2 separate regions of the Rattus norvegicus genome follow, and region 1 is linked to region 2. Evidence: chromatin contacts called from public Hi-C data. All regions are on one chromosome and are shown on one strand. Each heading gives the region's core, a stretch centred on a gene start, on an enhancer-like site or on the middle of the called end of the contact. The rest is flanking DNA. Distances are from core to core; before and after follow the strand shown.

Region 1 (6,467 bases), core at 2,108-4,607, 160 kb before region 2:
ACATCATCAATACGGGATCCTCACTGGGACTCCTTTCGGAAACTCTGTGTCAGGGAGATCCTGCAGCTTTTAGTCTGCAAGGACGTACCCCTTCATGGGCTCCAGTAGATCATAGATGAAGTAGATGTTAGGCTAGGTCAACTTAAAGCTGTAGAACTGGGCCTGGAAGGTAGCTGAGTTAGTCAGCCCACCAGTCTCTTCAGTGCTCTCCAGCATTGCCCTAGCTACAACATTCAATGCCACAGCCTGCAAGGGGCAGGGTCAACTCTCCTGCTCCCATGTCCTCAGGATCAGCTCTACTGTGCTGCCGAGTCTAGGGGCTGGTGAGGAGTGGGGCCAACTCAGCAGTGCCCTTGGTAGCAGTCTAAACCAGGGACACCTGCGTGGGCTTTGGTGGTAACACTGGCCTAGGACATCAACACGGGCCAGGAATGCCAAAGTATCACAGACCCAGACATGCTTCCTCCTTGCTGGAAGATAGGCCACTGAGATCAGCATGTCTCACTGACCCAGGGGTAATGCAGACCATGGACATCCTGCTTTAGTGGTAACCTGGACCATAGATTTCAATGCAGACCCCAGCTACAGCAGGACTATGGCCCTAGGGGGCAGCCCAGGTAAGGAGCTCACTGTGGCCTCCACACATTTGCCTATTCCTTACCACCTTCGAGTCTCTAGTTCTACTTTCCCCACAATGTACGAACCCCTTGGCCTTGCTCTTTCTTCCATCTCCCCATCACACATTCTTCTACTGTAGTGGTACCAGCAGCAGGCGCTGGGTCTTTCTTTTGTCTACCCCAGGCCATTGTGGCCAGGGCAGGTGCTTGGGTGTCATAGGCTAGCCTGTGGTGGGCACTTAGGTCAATCTGTAATAAATTCTTAATTTTCATTCCCTTACTTCTGTTTGCCATATGTATTATTTCTCAGACACAAAAAGGGGCCTTTTCTATGTCCTAATGGTTGCAAAAAAAAAAAAAAATTACTACTAGTCTTTCATTACAAGACAAGAACATTTTTTTTTCTTTTTTTTCAGAGCTGGGGACCGAACCCAGGGCCTTGCACTTGCTAGGCAAGCGCTCTACCACTGAGCTAAATCCCCAACTCCCAAGGAGTCAAGAAAAGAACATTTTTTAATGTAATATTAACATTATAATTATTTTTTAACCAGGGAGATTCCCATGTTAGGGAAGGAAGATAAACTAACATCTTTTTCCACTTTTACTGATAATTCACAGTTGCTAAATACCTCATTTCTTACTTTTTATTGCTAAAGCAAAGGTGGCTCACTATTGTAAGCTCTTGCAGCTCTTACAGACAGCCTGGACTGGGTTGCCAGCACCCACACTCTGAGGCTCACAGTCACCTGTAACTCTAGTTCCAGAGAATCCAACACCTCCTTCTGGTCTCTGAGGCACATGTACACATATGTGGTACATATACAGGTGCACAGGATCATACACATAAATATGAATAAAAATTAAATAAAATGATAAAAAGGTAAAATCTATCAGAATCTTAACTTATAAACCATGTGCTATTTCTTCTGTAGTTTGGTTAACAGTGGGGGAAATAAATTTTGTAGTTATTCTACTAAGGACTCTGCACTGTTTATTTGTTGATTTGCGCTTATTTCTAAATGTAGTGGCTAGATGAACTACATTAGCAGATGGGCCAAAAGAGATTCCCGAAGCATTCTGATTAAGGATATTTAGATTTGCCTCTAGTGCCCAAACGGCGTGCCTTCATGTTTGGAAAGACGTTCTTCATGATTTTTCCAAAGTCAGCAGCACTTAATGGATGGTAGCCAAGATTGTCACAATAGCTCCTGCAAAAGAAGGAGAGACCAATTCAAACGGTGACAGAATTCAACATTACAGAGCATGGTGTCAGCTCAATATACTTTTGGTAACGTGAAGCAACGGATATTCCAGTAATTCAGACAACTTATAAACACTCACTCTGGGGAGCTGCACGTTAAATTCAGATTAAATTTGCTTGACTTACTCTATGGGTCTACAACACTGATTTCAAGGGGATCTGGGAAATTGTATGAAATTTGTACATAGACACTATGTTGCTAAAAAGTTTCTAGCTCTGGTCCTAAATGAGTACATGCAAGCCCATCCTGCAGGGCTATAAATTGTACATACATACAGGTGTGTACATACATACAGGTGTGTACATGCATACAGGTGTGTACATACATACAGGTATACACAGAGAAGAGCTTACTTCCAGTTTCACATCATTAATGTGAGACATCACAGTTAATGCCACAAGATGGTTTAGAACTTCAAAACAGTCTCCTCTTCCTCCTCTTTCCCCCCATTAAGAGGCCCAGGATTAGGAGGCCTTGGAGCTTCTGTGGAAATTTCTAGAGGCAGGGGTCATGGTCTAGGCAGGTGGAGGTAAAGCTGAAGAGTAGACCCCTGTCACCAAGCTGGGTTGCCTGGATAAGAACCTGAAATTAAGTCCCTGGAGATCGACCTATTTTCTCTGACCATTAAGAAATCTGAGATTATTGGCTTTTTCCTGGGCACATCCCTACAGGACGAGGTTCTAAAGATCCTGCCAGTGTAGAAGCAGGGTTGGACTAGCTAGAGCACCAAGGTTCAAGGCTTTTGCTGCTATTGGGGACTACAATGGTCACGTTGGTCTTGGTATTAAGTGCTCCAAGGAGGTAGCCACTGCCATCTGAGTGGCCATCATCTTGGCCAAGTTCTCATCATCCCTGTGCAGAGAGGAAACAAGATTGACAAGTTCCACACTGTTCCATGCAAGGAGACAGGCCACTGTAGCTCTGTGTTGGCACACCTCATCCATGCTCCTAGAAACTCTGCCGTTGTCTCTGCTGCTGTGCCCAAGAAGCTACTGATGATGGCCGGTATTGATGACTACTACATTTCAGCTAGAAGCTACACTGCCACCCTGGGCAACTTTGCCAAGGCCACATCTGATGCCATCTCCAAGACCTACAGCTACCTGACCTCTGTAAAAGACTGTGTCCACCAAGTCTCCTTATCAGGAATTCACTGATCATCCTGTTAAAACCCACACTGGAGTCTCTGTTCAAGAACTCAGGCTCCAGCTATGGCTACCACATAAGGGTTTTTATACAAGAATAATAAAGTAAAATAAGCCTGTTAAAACAAAACTTCAAAACATGATATGTGAACTAAAAGAGACTTTAGAGATCATCTGTATTCCCCCAATAAGGCTGACAACAAGAGCAATGAGAAGTCTCAAAGGTCCAGAGTCGCTCTTTACCTTCGTATCCCTTTAGTTTCATGAAGGCTCAGAATTAGAAATGAATTCAGTTTGTATAGCTCAACTTCCTGTCATGCATAGAAACCGTCATAATTATAAATAGTGCATTACCTCATGTGAGTACCTCCCTTATAAGGACAGCTCTGCTGTGAGGTGGCCTATCTAGAGTTCAGTGGTTTTAATTTTTAAAGAAAAAGCATTTTATTATTACCTATAGGGAAAATGTAAATAGTCAATGATCCTAACTTGTGGAGAATTAATAGAGTACATGCAGCCATGATTTAGAAACAAGGGCTACATTACAGGCCACAGGTCCTGCTGGGACAAATGAAGATAAGGGTTAGCTTCCATCTCATTTTCCTGCTTTAACTGCAGGGCTCATCAAGCAAAATCTGGTGTTAATTAACATCTAATTCAGCATTGGGTTACAGTTATAGAAAGGTAAAGAACAAAGAAGGTTCTGTTTATAGAATAACTAACTCTTAACATTCTTAAAATGAGATCATTTGGTCTTTTTCTCATTTATTTATTTATTTATTTATTTATTTATTTATTTAAAATTATGCTTTAAAGACTGGAAATACAATTAACATTTAACATGACTATAAAGGTCACTCAAAACACATGGAATTCAAGCCTTTTTTACTTTGTCATGTCATTTATAATTAATTATACAATGTAAAAGTAAATAATTAAAAAATAAGTTAAAACACAGAGAAGATTGGTGCAAGTAGTCAGAGGATAACTGACCAGATCTTATACCACTCAGAGCTTTATAAAAAGTATTATTTCGGGGCTGGGGACTTAGCTCAGTGGTAGAGCGCTTACCTAGGAAGCGCAAGGCCCTGGGTTCGGTCCCCAGCTCCGAAAAAAAGAACCAAAAAAAAAAAAAAAAAAAAGTATTATTTCATTTTTCTCAAGTCCTTAAGATAAAAGTTTTTATTAGAAAATTTATAAATAAGAATTTATACAAAGAAGTTTAGTCTAACCTAACCTAATGCAAATATCTTATAGATTAGATATTTACACTAATTAAAAGCTTTAAGCACACTTGGATACTTGGGATGCAACCAAAATTTTATGAAATTTTTCTCCATTTATGCAGGATACTTTATTAAGATGATCATTTTTCTAATTAAATCGTTGCAATGATTTTAACCCTGTTCACACTGCTAGTTTAGTGGGTCTTACTACTCATGCATTACTGATGGCAACAAATTAAAAAATAGAGAAGCTACACAGCATGGTAGCACATGCTGTAAGTCCAGCACTTAGGGGGCTGGAGAGACGGCTCAGTGGTTAAGAGCACTACTCTTCCAGAAGTCTTGAGTTCAAATCCCAGCAACCACATGGTGGGTCACAACTATCTGAGATCCAATGTCCTCTTCTGGTGTGTCTGAAGGCAGCTACAGTGTACTCATATAGAACAAATAAATAAATTTGTTCTTATCTTTTAAAAAATAAGTCAGTCCAGCACTTAGGAGGCAGAGGAGGCAGGTGGTTCTATGTCAGCTTGGTATACACAGTGAACTCCAGACCACCAAACTACATAGTCAGCTTGAAAAAGCATGTAGGGAAGCCACAGAGATATGGTTTGATAACGTTCTCTTGAAGTGTTAATCAAGTACTACATTTGCAAGGTAATCTGGAAGATAAATTTGGTAAAAGAAAATTGACTTTTGAAACCCCTCAACATTTTTAAGGAACAATACATTGAGACTGTAGAGGAAACTCTGAAAGTATCTGATATATACCTGTAAGTAACTATCTTTTTTCACATTGCTCCCTCTCTACAGCAGAACAGTGACACACACCTATGGCATGGTATGTACACCAGCTCTGGTGTTTGTCCCAGATACCCAGGAATGCTGGAGTGCACAGTATAGTTTAGGGGATGGCAACTGTCCCCAAGGATATTGGTTCCCAGGCTTGTGTTAGGAGTGTCTTCTAGGTTGGGTCTTGAGAAGGTGAGAGCAGTTAGTTATTAGTAAGCAGAGATCAAATTAAAATCAGTTACTCTTGAAATTCACTGGATTTATTTGAGGTAACTATACAATGGTCCATATGCCTAAAAGACTGCTCTGTTGGAAGTTAATGAAAATTATTTGAAGCAGAGTTAAGTTACTGTACATATAAATAATTACCATGCCTGACCACCTAGATGGCGATCTATATCTAAGTTGATCCAAAGACTGCCTAGTGTAAAGGCCCTTCTCCTTGGGGATATGATATTGGATGGGGAAAAGAAGTGGTCAAAAATTATTATAAGCAAGTATCTTGCTTTGTGAGTTGTCTAAGACTACATGCAAATTACAATAGCAGTAAGCCATACACTTATCAGAAAGAATAAAAAGAAGCTGGGAAATAAAACGAATGGGTTGCTGTAAAAAAATCTGAACAGCTCTGTATCCCATTTTTAAATTTGGTGATTTGGTTTTGTGGAGTCTAACTTCTTGAGTTCTTTGCATATTTTGCATACAAGCTCTCTATCAGATGTAGGGTTAGTAAAGATATTTTCCCAACTTGTAGGTTGCTATTCTATTCTATTAACAATGTCCTTTGCCTTACAGAAACTTTTTAGTTTCATGAGATCTCATCTGTCAGTTGTTGATCTTAGAGCCTGAGCCATTGGTGTTCTGTTCAGGAAATTTTCCCTGTGCCAATGTGTTTGAGGCTACTTCCTACTTTCTCTTCTATTAGATTCAGTGTATCTGGTTTGATGTGGAGGTCCCTGATCCACTTGGACTTGAGCTTTCCATAAGGGGATAAAAATAGATTGATTTGCGTTCTTCTACATGCAGACCATCAGTTAGACTAGGACCATTTTTTGAAGTTGCTTTCTTTTTTCCACTATGGTTTTGGCTTCTTTGTCAAAGATCAAAGTGACCATAGGTGTGTGACTTTATTTCTGGGTCTTCAATTCTATTCCTCTGATTGACCTGTTTCTGTACCAATATCATGCTGTTTTTATCCCTATTGCTCTATAATATAGCTTGAAGTGAGAGATGGTGATTTCCCCCAGAAGTTCTTTTATTGTTAAGAACCGTTTTCACTATCCTAGGTTTTTTTGTTATTCCATATAAAGGTGAGAATTGCTCTTTCTATCTCTGTGAAGAACTGAGTTAGAATTTTGTTGGGGATTGATTGCACTGAATCTGTAGATTACTTTTGGTAAGATGGCCATTTTTATTATGTTAATC
Region 2 (6,142 bases), core at 1,836-4,335:
GTGCTTGGCACACAACCATGAGGACCTGAGTTCCTATTGTCAGAACACAGGTGAAGTTGAGTGTCTAATTCCAGGTTTTGACAAAATGGGAGACAGCAATAAAAGAATCCCTAAGAGCTACAGGCTGGCCAGACTCCAGGACAAGTGCAGGGGAACTACATGGACCCTCCCTTAAACTGAAGGAGAGGAGCAATGTGAGGTTGTCCTTTGCTACACACACACACACACACACACACACACACACACACACACACACACACACACATGCACGCACGCACACACGCACATTTACTGATGAACACATGAGCTGGTTGCTGTTTAATGAAAATAACCAAAGAACCCAGCGCTTTCCTTACTTTGTCTGCAAGGAACTGGTTACGCCGTTCTTCGATGAGTTTCTCCACAGCTCGTTTGTGTTCCAGCTGCTTCATCCGTTGTTTCTGGGCATTCATGAGTTCTATGCGGTCATCTTCAGCAAACTTGGCCAGCATGGCCTTCTTAAAGGCCTCTTCCTCCTCTTTTGCAGCCTGTAGTAATACTTCCCTCAGTGCCATTTGGTCTTTAAAGTCTTGCTTCCTGTCCCTCTGCTTCCTGAGTCGCTGCTCCACTTCTTCCTGCACAGTGATGAAGCCAGGATTAAGTGTGTCCCTGCATTTTCATGGGAGGGCAATCTAAGCTAGAGGGAGCCAGGAGGAGGAGCAGGAGCTTGAGGACAGCCTGGGCTACAGTGAGATGCTGTCTCAGGAAACAAGACAAATAATAAGGCAGAATTTGGGGACGCTGCAGAATAACTATGGAATCAAGCCTTTTCATGGTACACCCCAGCCCACCCGCTGGCCCAGCTGTGCACTGAGGCCGGAAGAGGCTTCGGGATGCCCTGGAGTTGGAGTCAGAGGTCCTTGGCCCTCTCCAAGAGCAGCAAGTGCTCTTAGTTATTGCTTCTGTAACATGGTGCTCATCGATTATAAAATTTAAGTTCTATACAGGTGCCATCCGGTTTCTAGCTTCAGAATTGACATGTAACTACCTTGAAAGGAGCTACCATGAAAGCCTTTGCACACACCCAAGTTTACTGATCTTGAACCAAGGACAATCCTGTCATCTGTCCACACCAACTTCTTCACCTTGTGACATCAAAGCTGCATGTACCCATTCTAGTTTCCAACTCTCCAATAATTCTCAAAGCAAGACAAACAAAACACTCCCAAAACTGCAACATAGTTTTAAAAAGAAAATCAGCCATCTAGTAACGAAGTTAGAAGTTTTTCAGAAAAATAGAAATGTACTGAGCACAACTAAATTCCTCTTCTGTAAGCTTTTATTTTCTAAACACATATACAAAAAAATGTAAAAACTTTTATAGTAAGCATCCACATTCCTAACAGCTAGATTCTACTAATTGCAGCTTGCCGTTCTTGTTCTGTCATCCATCTGCTCACCTGGAACTACGCACATTCACTCCCATTCTCTCATCTAATCATCCTGGCCCAGTCCCAGCGCCAGCCCTGGGAGCCAGTGCCCACGCGCACCTAACATCCCAGCAGTTGAACCAGCCTTCTCTCCACTCCATGTGCATGCGCCCTACTCAGCCCTCCTGAGAGCAGTTGGGCCCCTTAAACACATAGTTTTATGTCTGGGCACACGATGGTTTATACTGCATACTCTGTACTTACTTGCCAAGTAATTATACAGACATCAGGGCTTGAAGAACAGTTTCGTTTGTGACATTTTAGTCTGAATGCCTCTTGAGTTTATGACATCTGCACAGAGTAATGTGCTTTATATAGTACTAAATCTATCTATCTATCTATCTATCTATCTATCTATCTATCATCTATCTATCATCTATCTATCCATCTATCATCTATCTATCCATCCATCCATCCATCCATCTATCTATCTGCACATATGCAATACTGGGAATCTACCACCTATTCAAAATTTTTATTCAACAGTGAAGACATCTTGCAAAAAAAAAAAAAAGAGGGAAGAGGGAAATGTTTTTACTGTAAAAATGTCCACACACCCTCTGCTGGGTCTGCATAAAGAATACACTAGTTACTAGCACTGTAGGTTACCACATTTCCTGCCCTTTCTTGAGTTCCAAAACCTGTTCCATGGTCTTGAAACCTTCAAATCATTTGCTGTACAGTCACTCTGACCCCAGTAACTTTCTAGAGTCTGCCAGTATCACAGCCTTAAACAAGGACATGTGTACAGATAGGTATTGTAGTATAGAGACAGCAGTAAGGAACAGAATGTAGCAGAAATAGCAGGAAAAAAGAAAAGTCAGCCCAGGGCATGCTGGGAAGACGGTTACACTGTGCTCACTGAAGCTGTGTCTCAGGACCTTCCCTAGGAAGGACAGAAGGAGCGATCACCCATCAGTGATTTCCCAGTTGGTGAGGGGTGGTTAGAGAGGTCTGATTCCTGCTGCCAGAGCTCTCCACCGACTGTGGAGAAGCTGCCAGCACAGTTAAGCTAAGCTCTCACAAATGTGCCCCACAGCTGTCTCCAAAGGACAAAGGGAATGCATTTCCAGAGATGGCTGCCTTGGGAAAGCAGCTGACCTCACAAAGTTCCATTTGCGTCATCCATTCACAGAGCATTCTCAAGTACTTCTTAGTACCATTAAAGGCTCACATGCTGTATCTTGTTTACATACCCATCAGCTGATGGGCATGAAGGCTATTTTCATTACTAGAATTACATTCATTACTTTCATTATTAGAATTACACGTGTAAACACAAGATCATAGCTTTTAACTATTCCTTTCTAAAACTGTAAAGATAATACTTTCCACTAACCTCTCCTGTGTCCCACATATTTTAAAAATTATTATCATTCAATTTGAAGTATCTTTCTTTTGCTCATTGCTTATTAGAAATACATGGTTTCATTGTGGTACACTTAAGGACCGTATAGTCATTTTTATTATGGATTCTTTACTGTAGTGAGAAAACATTTGAAATGACTTAAAATCTTGTGAATTTATAGAGGTTACTTTGTGTTCTAGGAGCCGGTCTGTGTGTATTGTGTGGATGGATGGGATCTGTACTGTGCTGCTGTTTGCTGGGTGGAGTCTCTTTACCATCGGCTGCGTCAGCTGTCCCGGCTGTCATTAGGCAGAGTACTATTCCTGGGGATTATTAATGATAGAGGAGCATCTCCTTTATCACATCCTTAGGATTATGGCATGTTCCTGGATGAATTTGACTACAAACTTCCCTGTCCCAAAGTTGACTTTGCCTCATTAACATACACACTCCCGTCTGCTTGGCAGCTGAACTGTGTCCTCCATCTTGTTTGAGCTTGCACATGCGCTCATTTAAGCCGTGTGGACTGTGACTGACCCAGCTGCATCATGCCCTTCAGACGCTCTGTTTTTGTCAAGTTGGAGGACTTAAGTCTTCCAAGCAATGCTGATGTTGTTCACACACAGTGCAGTCACCACCGTGGCTGAGTAACTGTGCTGTCCTCCTGCAGCTTCACCTCAAGTCTATCCTTCCCTCAGCACCCCTCCCGTTGGAGACTCACTTTCATTTTCAGTTTGATGAACTCGGCGTACTCCTCCAGGTACAGCTCCTGCCTCACTCGCTCTAGGTCGTCACGCTGCCGCAGTGTTTCCTCCAGCTTCTGGATCAGCTGTTAATAAAACACATGTTTAGAAACCCCGGACTGGGCCACTGTTCAGGAATTCAGCACTCTTTAAAAAGTGATCTTTTATACCAAATTCTGCCGCTGGACCCTCTTTTCCTCGCTCTCTTGGACTCTGGCCATCCGCTCCCCTTCTCTTTGCTCCTGTATTTTTGCAAACTCTAAGATTTTCCTGTTCTCTTCCTCCATCTCCTCGCGCTTCTTCTGTCTCCAGAGGTCTTGTGCCCTCTGGAATTCTTTAATGTACTTCTGAATTGCATTCCTTTTTTCTAATTTTTGCTGTCTTTCCCTAAAAAGCAATCAGGAGAATGGTTTATAGTTACAGAAATAATAAAATAATGAAAAATAAGCTGTTCGGAGTCTGTTGATTCACAAGTACAACACACTTTCTCGTGTGGACTTTCCAGGAACACTGCTGGGCTCTCTTCTAAGGGTGACCTTTCAAGCATCTCATTTCAGAAAGGTGGCAGTCTGTCCACAGAAGTCATACAGCATTCTGTACTTAAGCTGTATGCCAAGGAAAGCCAACAGAAAACGTGTTCTGAGAGATGAGACTACAGAACACACATGAGATGTTTCAGGTCATTCACAACCTACACATCTACTGTCTTTCAGATCACCTATTACTAGTCATGCTGACCAAGGTAAGGAAGAGCTGTACAAGTCATGACAGAGCTCACACTGAGCGAGCACACACCGGGGGTGGGCGGCTCAGTGGGCTTTGTCCTCGGGTGGACTTACAGTTGATCCTCCTCGTAGATCTTTCTGACAATTTCATCTATCATGAGTTTTTCCTTCAGCAGCTGCTCATACGCCTCCTGCTTCCTCCTCTCTTGATCTTCAAGCTGCTTCTCCAGGTCCACGTAGTACTGGGCCCTCTCCTTGTCCCGCTTCTCTTGCTTGACATTCTCTTCCTTCAGTAGCCTCTTGTGCTCCTCCATCATGATTCTTTCTATCTCCGCATCACGTTTCTAGCATTGAAACAAAATTGACCCTTCCATGTTCAGGAGTGGACACAGTTTATTAAAGCACTATAAACAGTTGGACTCTCAGAAATCTGCTATGTAAATATTCTCTATCTATTAAGCAGGAGGCAAGAGTTAGTCTTTGTAAGCTGGAGGGTGTGGATGAGGAGTCAGATCCTAAAGGGGTGCACCTGTGTTCCTACTCTTTCTAGAAGCTCTTAGGACAACGCCTGGCAAGGATAATAAAATCCACATTCAGAAAATACAAAGTAAAGGTTTAAGTATTTTGTTTTTAACTACTTCAGTCACCAAACCGTTGCTTCCTCTGCAAGTTGATCGCCAGAGTGTCTGTTTCTAAAGCACTGTTGATCAGCTGCTGTTGAATGCCCTCCTGCCCATCGTTTTCCAAGGACCCTGAGCCACTCTCCAGTTCACCCAGTGCAGCTCTTTGCTCCCACACGCCCTTCTCTGTTATTTATTAGTCCCAGTGTGGTGATTTCCACTGAAAAGGTCACACACATCACTGTGGCTGCTCTCTCTCGTTTTCAGTTTCATTCATCAAGTGCCACCCCGAGTTACAGACGACAGCCTTTCTCTAAGCTCAGAGGCCCATGCTTCATTTCAGCACGTTCAAAACTGAGTAAGCTTAAACACTGGAGCAATGTTGGAAACTACCCTTATCTGTTGTGACTGCATCTCAACGGCAGGAACAGTTAGCAGCAAAGAAAAAGAGGGAGCAGACTGGAAGACAAATGCAGTCATTCCTAAAGCTCATGGTATCATGCATGGCTGGTTATCAGGTTAACCACAAGTTCTCTTACCTTTGCTCATGCTGTATTATGTTCTTCTAGAATAATACGTATGATAACACAAAATGTACATAGATCCCACAGACTTACAGAAGCGCAATGCTCTAACTTTATAAATAAGAAAACTAGCTAAGGCTGGAGAGAGCTCAGTCTGTAACAGCACTTCACATACCTGGGTCTCACTACCATTGCAGGCCCAATTCCCTCTTCCGGCCATATGAGCACTGCATGCATGTGGTGCATGTAGACAGGCAAGCAAACACGCACACACAAAACAAAGCAAACCTAATGAGTACATAGATATCCTCTATTTACGTCAAGTCCTAGGAGTATGGCTCTAACTTCGTGAGTCAATTTTGATTGATCTAGAAGACAGTAGCAATTTCTGGAGTCAATGTCTCCAGTGGCCTCATCTATCAGAGTAATCAAAACTGCAAACCCAGAACAGACAAACTGTACATTATGTTCTATGCTATCACTGGACAAACGGGACTGTACAGTTCAGTCTCCCCATCTTCCTTAGGCTGTTGCTGTTAGCAGTGTGTTCTACGACAGTGGTTCTCAACCTGTGCGTTGTGATTCCCTTTCAGGGTAGTCCAGCGACCTTTTCTCAGGGTGGTATATCAGACGTCCTAAATATCAGACATTTATATTAACAGTGCATTAACATTTACATCGTAGCAGTAGTAAAATTACAGTTATAAAGTAAT

Evidence for each region. Hi-C and Micro-C count contacts between places; a contact is called where the count stands out from the background.
Region 1: a Hi-C map of psoas muscle shows a contact between it and region 2, with 2.8 times the contacts expected there. The contact joins two enhancer-like sites. A contact is called at or near these places in 8 of 12 Hi-C or Micro-C datasets (the A7r5 cell line, the Rat2 cell line, Schwann cells and 4 more).

The regions. Positions count from the first base shown.
Region 1 is chr8:82,199,676-82,206,142 of GRCr8, reverse strand. It overlaps Rfx7 (regulatory factor X, 7), which reads right to left. Exons shown (of 9, transcript NM_001127490.2): 5 at 1,709-1,825. Among named protein-coding and RNA genes, the nearest start is that of Nedd4, 62 kb to the left of the region's middle. Within about 2 kb of position 3,357, at least 5 of the 93 cell types and tissues checked have an H3K27ac peak or open chromatin away from gene starts, as enhancers often do.
Region 2 is chr8:82,038,759-82,044,900 of GRCr8, reverse strand. It overlaps Mns1 (meiosis-specific nuclear structural 1), which reads right to left. Exons shown (of 10, transcript NM_001007752.1): 5 at 4,400-4,629; 6 at 3,731-3,947; 7 at 3,539-3,646; 8 at 357-614. Among named protein-coding and RNA genes, the nearest start is that of Mns1, 12 kb to the right of the region's middle. Within about 2 kb of position 3,085, at least 5 of the 93 cell types and tissues checked have an H3K27ac peak or open chromatin away from gene starts, as enhancers often do.